Regions from separate parts of the Mus musculus genome. Here all the other regions are linked to region 3. A link is a contact called in public Hi-C data. All regions are on one chromosome and are shown on one strand. The core of a region is the stretch at or near the end of the contact, and the rest is flanking DNA. Distances in the headings are between cores, read along the strand shown. Region 1 overlaps Gm35041 (a long non-coding RNA gene). Region 2 overlaps Gm35440 (a long non-coding RNA gene). Region 3 has its middle 52 kb from the start of Gm35240.

Evidence for each region. Hi-C and Micro-C count contacts between places; a contact is called where the count stands out from the background.
Region 1: a contact with region 3 is called in a Hi-C map of cerebellar granule neurons, with 3 times the contacts expected there. The contact joins two enhancer-like sites. A contact is called at or near these places in 1 of 15 datasets of contacts at CTCF or cohesin (large pre-B cells), 4 of 484 Hi-C or Micro-C datasets (the HPC-7 cell line, bone marrow-derived macrophages, cerebellar granule neurons and 1 more) and 2 of 115 datasets of contacts at active chromatin or transcription factors (astrocytes and trophoblast stem cells).
Region 2: a contact with region 3 is called in a Hi-C map of liver, with 3 times the contacts expected there. The contact joins two enhancer-like sites. A contact is called at or near these places in 2 of 484 Hi-C or Micro-C datasets (liver and stem cell-derived neural stem cells) and 1 of 9 other capture datasets (embryonic stem cells).

The regions. Positions count from the first base shown.
Region 1 is chr12:76,999,595-77,002,450 of GRCm38.p6, reverse strand. The region is part of intron 1 of Gm35041 (a long non-coding RNA gene); the gene reads right to left. Among named protein-coding and RNA genes, the nearest start is that of Gm35041, 29 kb to the right of the region's middle. Within about 2 kb of position 1,525, at least 33 of the 459 cell types and tissues checked have an H3K27ac peak or open chromatin away from gene starts, as enhancers often do. A contact at or near this core is called in cerebellar granule neurons, where this site is marked.
Region 2 is chr12:77,780,006-77,782,888 of GRCm38.p6, reverse strand. It overlaps Gm35440 (a long non-coding RNA gene), which reads right to left. Exons shown (of 4, transcript XR_381711.3): 2 at 126-242. Among named protein-coding and RNA genes, the nearest start is that of Gm35488, 31 kb to the left of the region's middle. Within about 2 kb of position 1,413, at least 49 of the 459 cell types and tissues checked have an H3K27ac peak or open chromatin away from gene starts, as enhancers often do. A contact at or near this core is called in liver, where this site is marked.
Region 3 is chr12:77,500,509-77,503,407 of GRCm38.p6, reverse strand. No RefSeq gene overlaps it. Among named protein-coding and RNA genes, the nearest start is that of Gm35240, 52 kb to the left of the region's middle. Within about 2 kb of position 1,442, at least 19 of the 459 cell types and tissues checked have an H3K27ac peak or open chromatin away from gene starts, as enhancers often do. A contact at or near this core is called in cerebellar granule neurons and liver, where this site is marked.

The sequences.
Region 1 (2,856 bases), core at 276-2,775, 500 kb after region 3:
TTCTGTAGAGGGGAGAATGTGTGTGTGTGTGTGTGTGTGTGTGTGTGTGTGTGTGTGTGTGTATGTATGTGTGTGTGTGTGTGTGTGTGTGTACTGTGTGTGTGTACTCTGTGTGTGTGTGTGTACTGTGTGTGTGTACTCTGTGTGTGTGTGTGTGTGTGTGTATACTGTGTGTGTGGTGTGTGGTGTGTGTACTGTATGTGTTGGGGGTGAGGGAAGCAGGTTGGGATTGTCTGAAGTTTGCCTAGTTGCTCCACAGGTTGCAGCAGATTCTAAGCATGCTAATTCTTCATCCAGAAACTTCCAACACTGCGTGGACAGGGACTGATTCCCTCAGAAAGAGCAAAACTCCTTAGCTCAGCTAAAGGGAGAAAATGGCCAATTGGACAAAATTCACTGGCTTTGATAAAGATCTCCACACAGAAGTAGAATGCTTTTATTGACCCTAGGAATGGTGCCGGTAGCCAGAAAATCTCCCTCCTTTCCCTTCCCAAGGCTTGCACAGTGATTGCTAGCCTGTAGCCGCATTATGTGTATGCCCTAACATAATGTATTTGGGTCTTCATGGTCTCTTTTATAAAGCTTAAAAGGGGGGGATATCAGTTTAGCTATTTCACATAACAGTACATAATTTCTGTGCTTGAAAAGCATTGTGAAGAGGGTGGGGATGCTGAGAGATGGCTCAGTGACGAAGCTCAGCCCCCGGATCCCATGGGGAAAAAAGTCAGGTGTATGGTGACAGGCGACCTATAATTCCAGAGCTGAGAATGTGGAGGCAGGAGGATTTCTGGGACCTACCAGCCAAGTTGAGTCTGCAAGCCCCAGAACAGCATAAGACCTTACCTCAAAAAGCAAGGTGAAGGGCTTGTGAGACACAACCAGCAAAGCTGACCTCTAACCTTGACACACATATAATATGATCTTTAGCTACACATACACATATACCTGTATGAACATGCACACACTAAAAAAAAAAAAAAAAAAAAAAAAAAAAAAAAAAAAAAAAAAAGCCTGTAACTGAGAAAGAGAGAAAGAAAGAAAGAAAGAAAGAAAGAAAGAAAGAGAGAGAGAGAGAGAAAGGGAGAGAGGGAGGGAGGGAGGGAGGGAGGGAGGGAGGGAGGGAGAGAGAGAGAGAGGGAAGGAAGGAAGGAAGGAAGGAAGGAAGGAAAAACAGCTAACAAGGCTTGTGTGGCGACTTCGTGGCAGAAGGCCCAGAATTTCCACTATCCCTTTACACCACCCCCTGCTGGCCCTGAGGTCATTTGAATTTGTGTAACCAGGCTTACACTGTCCGGAGCAGCAAATGGAGCTCATTTTGAGCATTCAGACTTAGATCATGAGGCACAGTTAGCCAGCCGCTGACTGACATTAACTGTGGGGGGGCTCTCAGAAAATTAAGTTACTAAGCAAATTAATGACATGGGTGGTAGATCAAGGAGTCCCCAAGTACCCCAGCATGGGGGACAGAATTGTCAGCACAGCTGGAAGCTGTGACAGTGACAGCTGGGAGACAGCTGGTGGCCAGAGGCAAGAACCCTCAGTTAGAAGAGGTGGGGCTTCAGCTCTGGCTTTCCCCTTACTAATGATATGGCCTGGGGCTTCGTTTTCACACTCAGCTCAGGTGCCTGGTGTAGTTGTATCTGTAATAAGCAACTGCTAATGTCTCCTGAGTGCTTGGTACATGCAGAGCCGTGTGTTATATGTGCTGTGTGTGTGTGTGTGTGTGTGTGTGTGTGTGTGTGTGTGTGAGATGTATGTACTATGTGTGTGTGTGTGTGTCTGTTGTGTGTCAGTTTCCCAAAAGCAATCTGAATCTTTTGTGTCCTGTCCAAAATCAGTGGCAGGACCAGGACTGACCCACAGACCCTCTACCTCCTGAGCACACACCAGCATCTCCTGCTGCCCAGCGACACTTACACCTGTGCAGGGGGTTGTCAGGTTTAAAAGGTGTGGGCATAAGGGCTTGTAAATTGCCAAGTGCTACAGATTTTTACTATGGTCACAAGTGCTGCAATGTTTTAAATTGATGCCTCACCTAAAAGTTACCAGTTCAGTTCGGCCTCTTTCTAATTCTTTCAAATTAGTTTTTGTTTGGTTGGCTTCCCCACCACCACCACCCCCTCCAGCACCCCCAGAGAGTGTATACAACTAGAAGCTGGAACTGACCCATCCTTGGTCCTATAGTGCCCTCTGCTGGCATCTAGGAGAATTCAGACATCCCCATACTACTGGCTCAGAGGGGTTGCTGCAGCTGCTACAGGGTACTAGGGACACCAGATGCAGGAGATTCCATCCTCATCAGCCTTGGTCTCTCTCGTTTATGTGTAAGATAAGGGAAGTGGAAAGAACCGAAGGCAAGGTGACCTAGATTTCATTTAAGATAGTGTAGACCAAAATCTCGTACTCAGCCCTTATAACATCAGAGATGAAGCTCAAAGTGGACACCGGCGTCATCCTTCTCAAAAACCATAGCGAACTCAAACCATGAGGCCAATGGTATTCTGTGTCATAGAACATTCTGGTAAATTCGAATTTACCAGGGCTCCAGCAGGGCTAGGTCCTAATTTGTTCTGTTTGCCAATGTCTGTGGTGTAAATCCTCATGGCCAATCACCAGCTACAAACATAATGACTCACAAGCCTTTGACGATTTTGCAGGTGACCTCTCGCAAGCTGCAGAAGCTAGCCCTAACATGCTCTAACTTGCCTCTTTTTTTTTTATCTGTGTATGTGTGTGGGAGGTGGGGGTGTGCATATGAGTGCAGCTGTTTCTGGGGGTTAGACGTACCAGATCTCCCTATGGCTGGAGGCACAGGCAGTTGTGAGCTATCTAGGATGCTAGGAACTGACCTCAGGT
Region 2 (2,883 bases), core at 164-2,663, 280 kb before region 3:
CAACATTACAGAGAAGACAGACATCTGTCATTTCTATTCTCATTTTTATTCCAGAGGTAGCTCTCCCTATCAGTTAAATGAGCCTCATGCATTTTGCAATGCATTAAACATGTATGTTACCTTACCTGTAGAGAAACACACTGTGTTGTATGGTTAGGCTTTTTACATATGTCATGATAGCATGTGTCACTCCGTGGCTTCATCGTCTTTGCTCAGTCAGTAGTAGTTTCTGAGTTCTTTACCTGTCAGTACACATAATACATTATTTTAAAGTCTACCTTAAGTGTCTGGGAGCGGGCTGGTGAGATGGCTCAGTGGGTAAGAGCACCCGACTGCTCTTACCGAAGAGTCCAGAGTTCAAATCCCAGCAACCACATGGTGGCTCACAGCCATCTGTAACGAGATCTGACTCCCTCTTCTGGAGTGTCTGAAGGCAGCTACAGTGTACTTACATATAATCAATAAATAAATCTTAAAAAAAAAAAGTGTCTGGGAGCATAGCTCAGTGGCACGGTGGTGGTGTGGCTTGCATAGAGCCCCTGGTGGTGTGGCTTGCATAGAGCCCCTGGTTTCACGCCCTGCACTGCACTAAGCAAACAAAGACGTTGCTCTGTATCTGTGTTTTTGGATGAGCCGATGTACTTAGCCAGCTCCGTTTAGGCGGCCATGTAAGTCACTTCACATTTTAGTAGCTGCTGTCAAGTCACTCTACAAAGCTTGTATCCCTGACAGCAGAATATGGAAATAAGCTGGCTTAGCTTTTGTAGATGTTTTCTAGGGTTTGGGAGTCCATTTTCCTGCTTGACCATGAAACTGAGTACGTTTGCTGTGTATTTATGGGCTATTTGTACTTCTTTGTCTGTGAACTGGCATTTTGTATCTTTGCAATATTTTCCTATTAGATTTTTTCATTTCTTTTTATTAAAGAGATTCTTTATATATTCTAGATACTGATCCTATATTGAAAGCATTTTGCCCCTTTGTCTCTTAAGTTTTTATGTTTTTTTTTTCAGCCATAAAGATGTTCTTGGTGTTAACATAGTCCAATTTATTAGTCTTATATACCCTAGGGATTTTTGCACATTGTTTAGAAATCTCTATTATGACAAATCGGGGGGGGGTGTCTTCCTCAATTCTATGGTTTCTTTGTGCATCTTGGTTATTAAGGACTGAGGTGTTCTAGGCAAAAAAAAAAAAAAAAGGTCGCACACACATTTCAGGTGTCTCAACAACCCAGCTGTGACTGCCACCTTGACAGGTCAGAACTGGCCCGGCCCTCCAGGCACGCGCGATCCCAGAAGTGTCCAGCAGAGGGCGCTGTCTGAGCAGGTCTGCCAGTCTCCACTAGGGCCCCGGAAGGATTCTGTCTCACCAAAGAGAACATTTTAACTGCTCAGAAATTAGTAAATTCCAGTGAGAGAGGCTGTAGCTGAGCCAGGAAAAAGACCAGGAGCAAAGTCTGTTTCTCTGTGTACTCCACAGTGGGAAGTGAATCGGGCCAAGGGGAAAGTGTCCTGGCGGCCTCTGTGTTTTCATGGCAGCCGAGAGCGCGCAGATCAAAGCGCTCCAGCATCACAGAAGGTTTTCTCCAAGGGAAGCTTCCATGTCTGTTTAAGTCTGGTCCACACTCCTGAGATGAAAGCTCCAGTTTTACAGAGGAAATGCTATTTACTGGACAAACAACAGGCGGGATGGAGACATGTAATCCCCAAATTTAGTCTGATTTCATCAATAATTCAAAATCCTGGCTCCTTTTGCATGAGGGGTGGGGCAAAAAGAGGCCAGTGGCCAGAGGCACAGCTGACTTCAGAAGGGAAGTCCAGGAATTACCAAACAATTCGCTTCAGTACAGCTCCCTTCCAGCCTCGCCAGCGCCGCCGTGTACTGAGCTAACAGGGCTGGTTTCGTTGGCTTGTTTAGTATTGTTGATGTGGGTTCAACTGCATCATGGAACCAGAGGAGCATTGACAATGAAGCCCATAGATCAGCATAAATATATTGATCCAAATGAATGTACGATTCTGAACAAGCCTCTGTGTTCACGGGTGGGTTTTTCCTGCTTGCCACTCAGAAACTTTGAGCCTTCCTCTGCACCTAGCTGTGTGGCTGGCTCAGGAAGGCTTGGTGAGAGAGTGTGGCTCCTTTGTCTTTCAGAATCAGGGAAGCACTGGGCCACCTGAATACACAGCCCTTTTCCCCACAGATGCCTGGGAGTGTTAGAGATTTTCAGATGGGCGAGGGTTTCCATAACCCCTTTTGCCTTCCATTAACACTGCTTAGAAACAGCCCCTGCATTAATTATCTTCAGCCATTTCTTTTGAGCATACTCTTTGATCTCTGCCCCAACCTTGACTAACACAGAAACCTAGATCCATCTTAATTCCTCGTGCTTAAAACAGGTCAAATGTAGTCAATGTTTACTGTAGGTTTGGACTTCATCGTCGACACAAATAATTTGTTAAGTCCAATAGTGGCTGCTGTCTCCATGCCTTTTCCAGACACAGATCAAGACAATGTAAATATGCCTTTAAAAACCCTGCTGGGGAGGGACAGGGTATATAGCTGGGCTGGGAGAGCTTGTGTCCAGTATGTTTGATCCCTGGCATTGCTCTCGTCCCCCATCCCCACGTCCCCAATGCCATCTAGATACATCTTCTGCCATTCTCTACCATTGGTTTATCAGAGCCCCTTCCCCCAGGCTCACAGAAATGTCTCATTTGCTGTAAATAGTCTCCAATTCAGTCATAAACTTTGAAAGCAAGAACCTGGAAGCTGAAAGGATCAGAGGACCCAATTTGGAGGCCCATGATGGTCTGACTGATTCATTAAGGGAAGGCTGTAGGTAGTTGCCAGAGACGTAAATTGCATTTATATGCTGCCCTC
Region 3 (2,899 bases), core at 193-2,692:
CTCCAAGAGGTGGCTTAGAACCAGGTACACATTTATCAAAGAACATGAAATCTATAGAGAAATGAATAGAAAATGGAAAGTGATTTTAGTTTCCAAGGGTGATAAGCCATGTGAGGTAAACAGGCAGGACACTAATGGAAGACAGCAGGCAGGGCTGGTGAGTACAGCCAGGTGTGCAGATTTCATGATCCCACCTCTGGGTTAGTAATGGCTCTGCCTCCAGTGGTAACTCTTGTCCTTCCCCACAGAGAGGAAAGCTGGGACACTTGTGTAAATTATGTCCGGTATTTTGGGCAAATTGGGGGCAGGCAAAAGCTTTTGCAGTTTGCTCTTCCTTAATTGCCTCAAGCACAGAATAATTCTTGTGTTAAGGAGACCTATTTGGGATGACATGTTTTGGTTTCCTTAAAAACCCGTGTGTCAGGCTTGACAATGGGCAATTATAAAGGCTTTGCTCATCAGGGTCTGTGGTAGAGGAAGGGGAGGAAGCACCACTCCCCACCCAAACCCTGAACACACACACACACACACACACACACACACACACACACACACACGCACACACGCATATCTTGGGAGCAAGCTCTGTTCCAACTACGTTTTTTCTCCTGGTGCTCACCCTTGTTTCCAAGGCCGGTGAAACCTCCAGAGCCTTCATCTAGGCCTGCACTTCAGGGAGACATCCCATCTCATGTCTATCTGTACTGACTGCCTTGGCCCAGAGAACTTGTGCTATGTGTGGGAAAATGGGGTCAGGCAATTCCTGCTTGTGCCACAGCAGCAACTGATCGAAAGCTCACCGTGTCCATTGTTGGTGTCCTGCTTTCACTGGTTACTACTGAGATCTGACAGCTCAGCCCTCTCCCAATTCTCTGAACTCCTAAAAGTTATCAGGAAGTTGTGGGAGGAGACACAGTATCCATGGCTACCCCAGATTCCAGCTGGACAAAACAGTCACAGTTCTAGGAAAAACTAATGCTATCACTAAAGAAGATGAACTCCAGAGACAGAAAGCCAAGTTCCTGGGTTAAAGTGATGGTCACCAGGTTGGCCAAGGTCAGACATGGGCCAGTGACACTGGTGTTATTGCAGTCCCCATGATTCCATCTCCACCTGTCAGCTGAAGCGGTCTGGGAATTAATTTCCCTGGATAGCTTTATATTGAAAGACTCAAAAAGGGCCAGCTGATATGTAAAAAGGCTTACATTTGGCCTTTGAGCGCAGCATTTCAGTGGCTGTCATCTGCACGAGTTCCCTAGAAAGATTTTCCAAAGGACTCGGACGTTAATCTCTGACCTTTGAGAGTTTGTTCCTAGTTTGAAAACAAGGCTCAGGCATGTGGCCAGTTTTAGATAAAGTTTTGAACAAGAAGTTGTTAGCCTACAGGACGAAGGTCAGTGCAAACAAGACAGACAGAAGAAGCCAAACAGGCACAGCTGCCCAGGGGAGGCCAGAGGTCAGGCAAAGCCTTGGGTACCAGAACCTGCACAGCACATGGCTCCTCTTTCCTTCTGGGAATGTGACTGCACAAGCCCAGGTCTCTTTGTCTGGGTCCACTGTCCTGCTCCTTCAAACCCTACCCTTTTCTGCTTGTTCTTCCTCCTTACGTCCCAACACAGCCACTGTGGCCCCCTGTGTGGTCTTTCAGGGCCAGCACAACTTCTGTATCCCTCTGTTCAGTGTTTGGAACCAAGCCATGCCATTGGTGGTGGCCCGTCTATGAGTGTGAGCCTGAGGGTCAGATGCTTCCTTTCAGCTGCTATCAGCTGTGACTGAGGGCTCTGTAGGAGGGAAGCAATGCCATCTGTGCTCACACAGACAGGGAGATCAAGGACATACTGAAATGGATGCCCAAAAGTTGGGGACATAAGGGGGAGTGTGTGTGTCACATAAGAATAGAGAAAGAGCTTTCTTTAATGTAATTTTACAGTGGAAATATTACTTTTTTAAAATGTCATCTTAGTTGTTTTGTTGTTGTTGTTGTTGTTGTTGCTGCTGCTGCTGATTGTGTGTGTAAGACTCAGACTGGCTTCAAGCTCACAATCCTCCTGCCTCAGCACCCTGAATGCGGAGACTGTATGCATACACCACCACACCCAGATCATCTGTTGGTTCTGATGACAGAGCCAGATCCCTAAAACAAGAAGGTAACAATCATCAAACTGTCTCTTGGCCACAGGGAAGGACCAGGGCTCATCCAAAGCCATGTTTTCTAGTGATCAACCAACAAAAGATCCCTGTGGTCCTTTCTGGAATAGTCATTTGATGGCTGTGGGCCTTTTCATAAGGAGAAATGAAGAAATGAGGAAAAATCCTTAGCATAGAAGGGGGTACTGTTACTTTAATATTAGCATTGCTTTCAGATCTTGAGATATATATATCTTGTCTCATATATATGTGTGTGTGTGTGTGTGTGTGTGTGTGTCATGAGAAAAAAATACCACAGAAGGAGACCCAAGTTCCTCTTGCAGCCTGCTCTGGTGGCAGGAAAGATGCCAACAAGCCCTGTGCTCATGACACTGGAAATGATGGCCGCTATCATTGGCCAGAAAACTCCAAGGGCAGCGCCAGCACCAGTGCCAGATGCCCAGAAACTGCTGCTAACAAAGCAGGGTTGCTCCCAGGTGACTGGGGTTTGACGGGAGAACTGAGGCCTGAAGGATAGAGTTGCCACATACCAGAATCAGGAGGGTTTATGGAAGTCAGTTATTACTACAGACCTCTGACCCTTCTCTCTGACTCACTCTTTCAGCCTGAAGCCACTGAATACCCTTACCTAAAAGGGATGAGACTCTGCCTGGGAGTGACTGAAATGCCTGACATCCATCAGGGCCCAACTGCCATTTGTGACAAGCACACTGGACTCCCTCACACGGAGTAAATTGGTTTGACCTTTAGG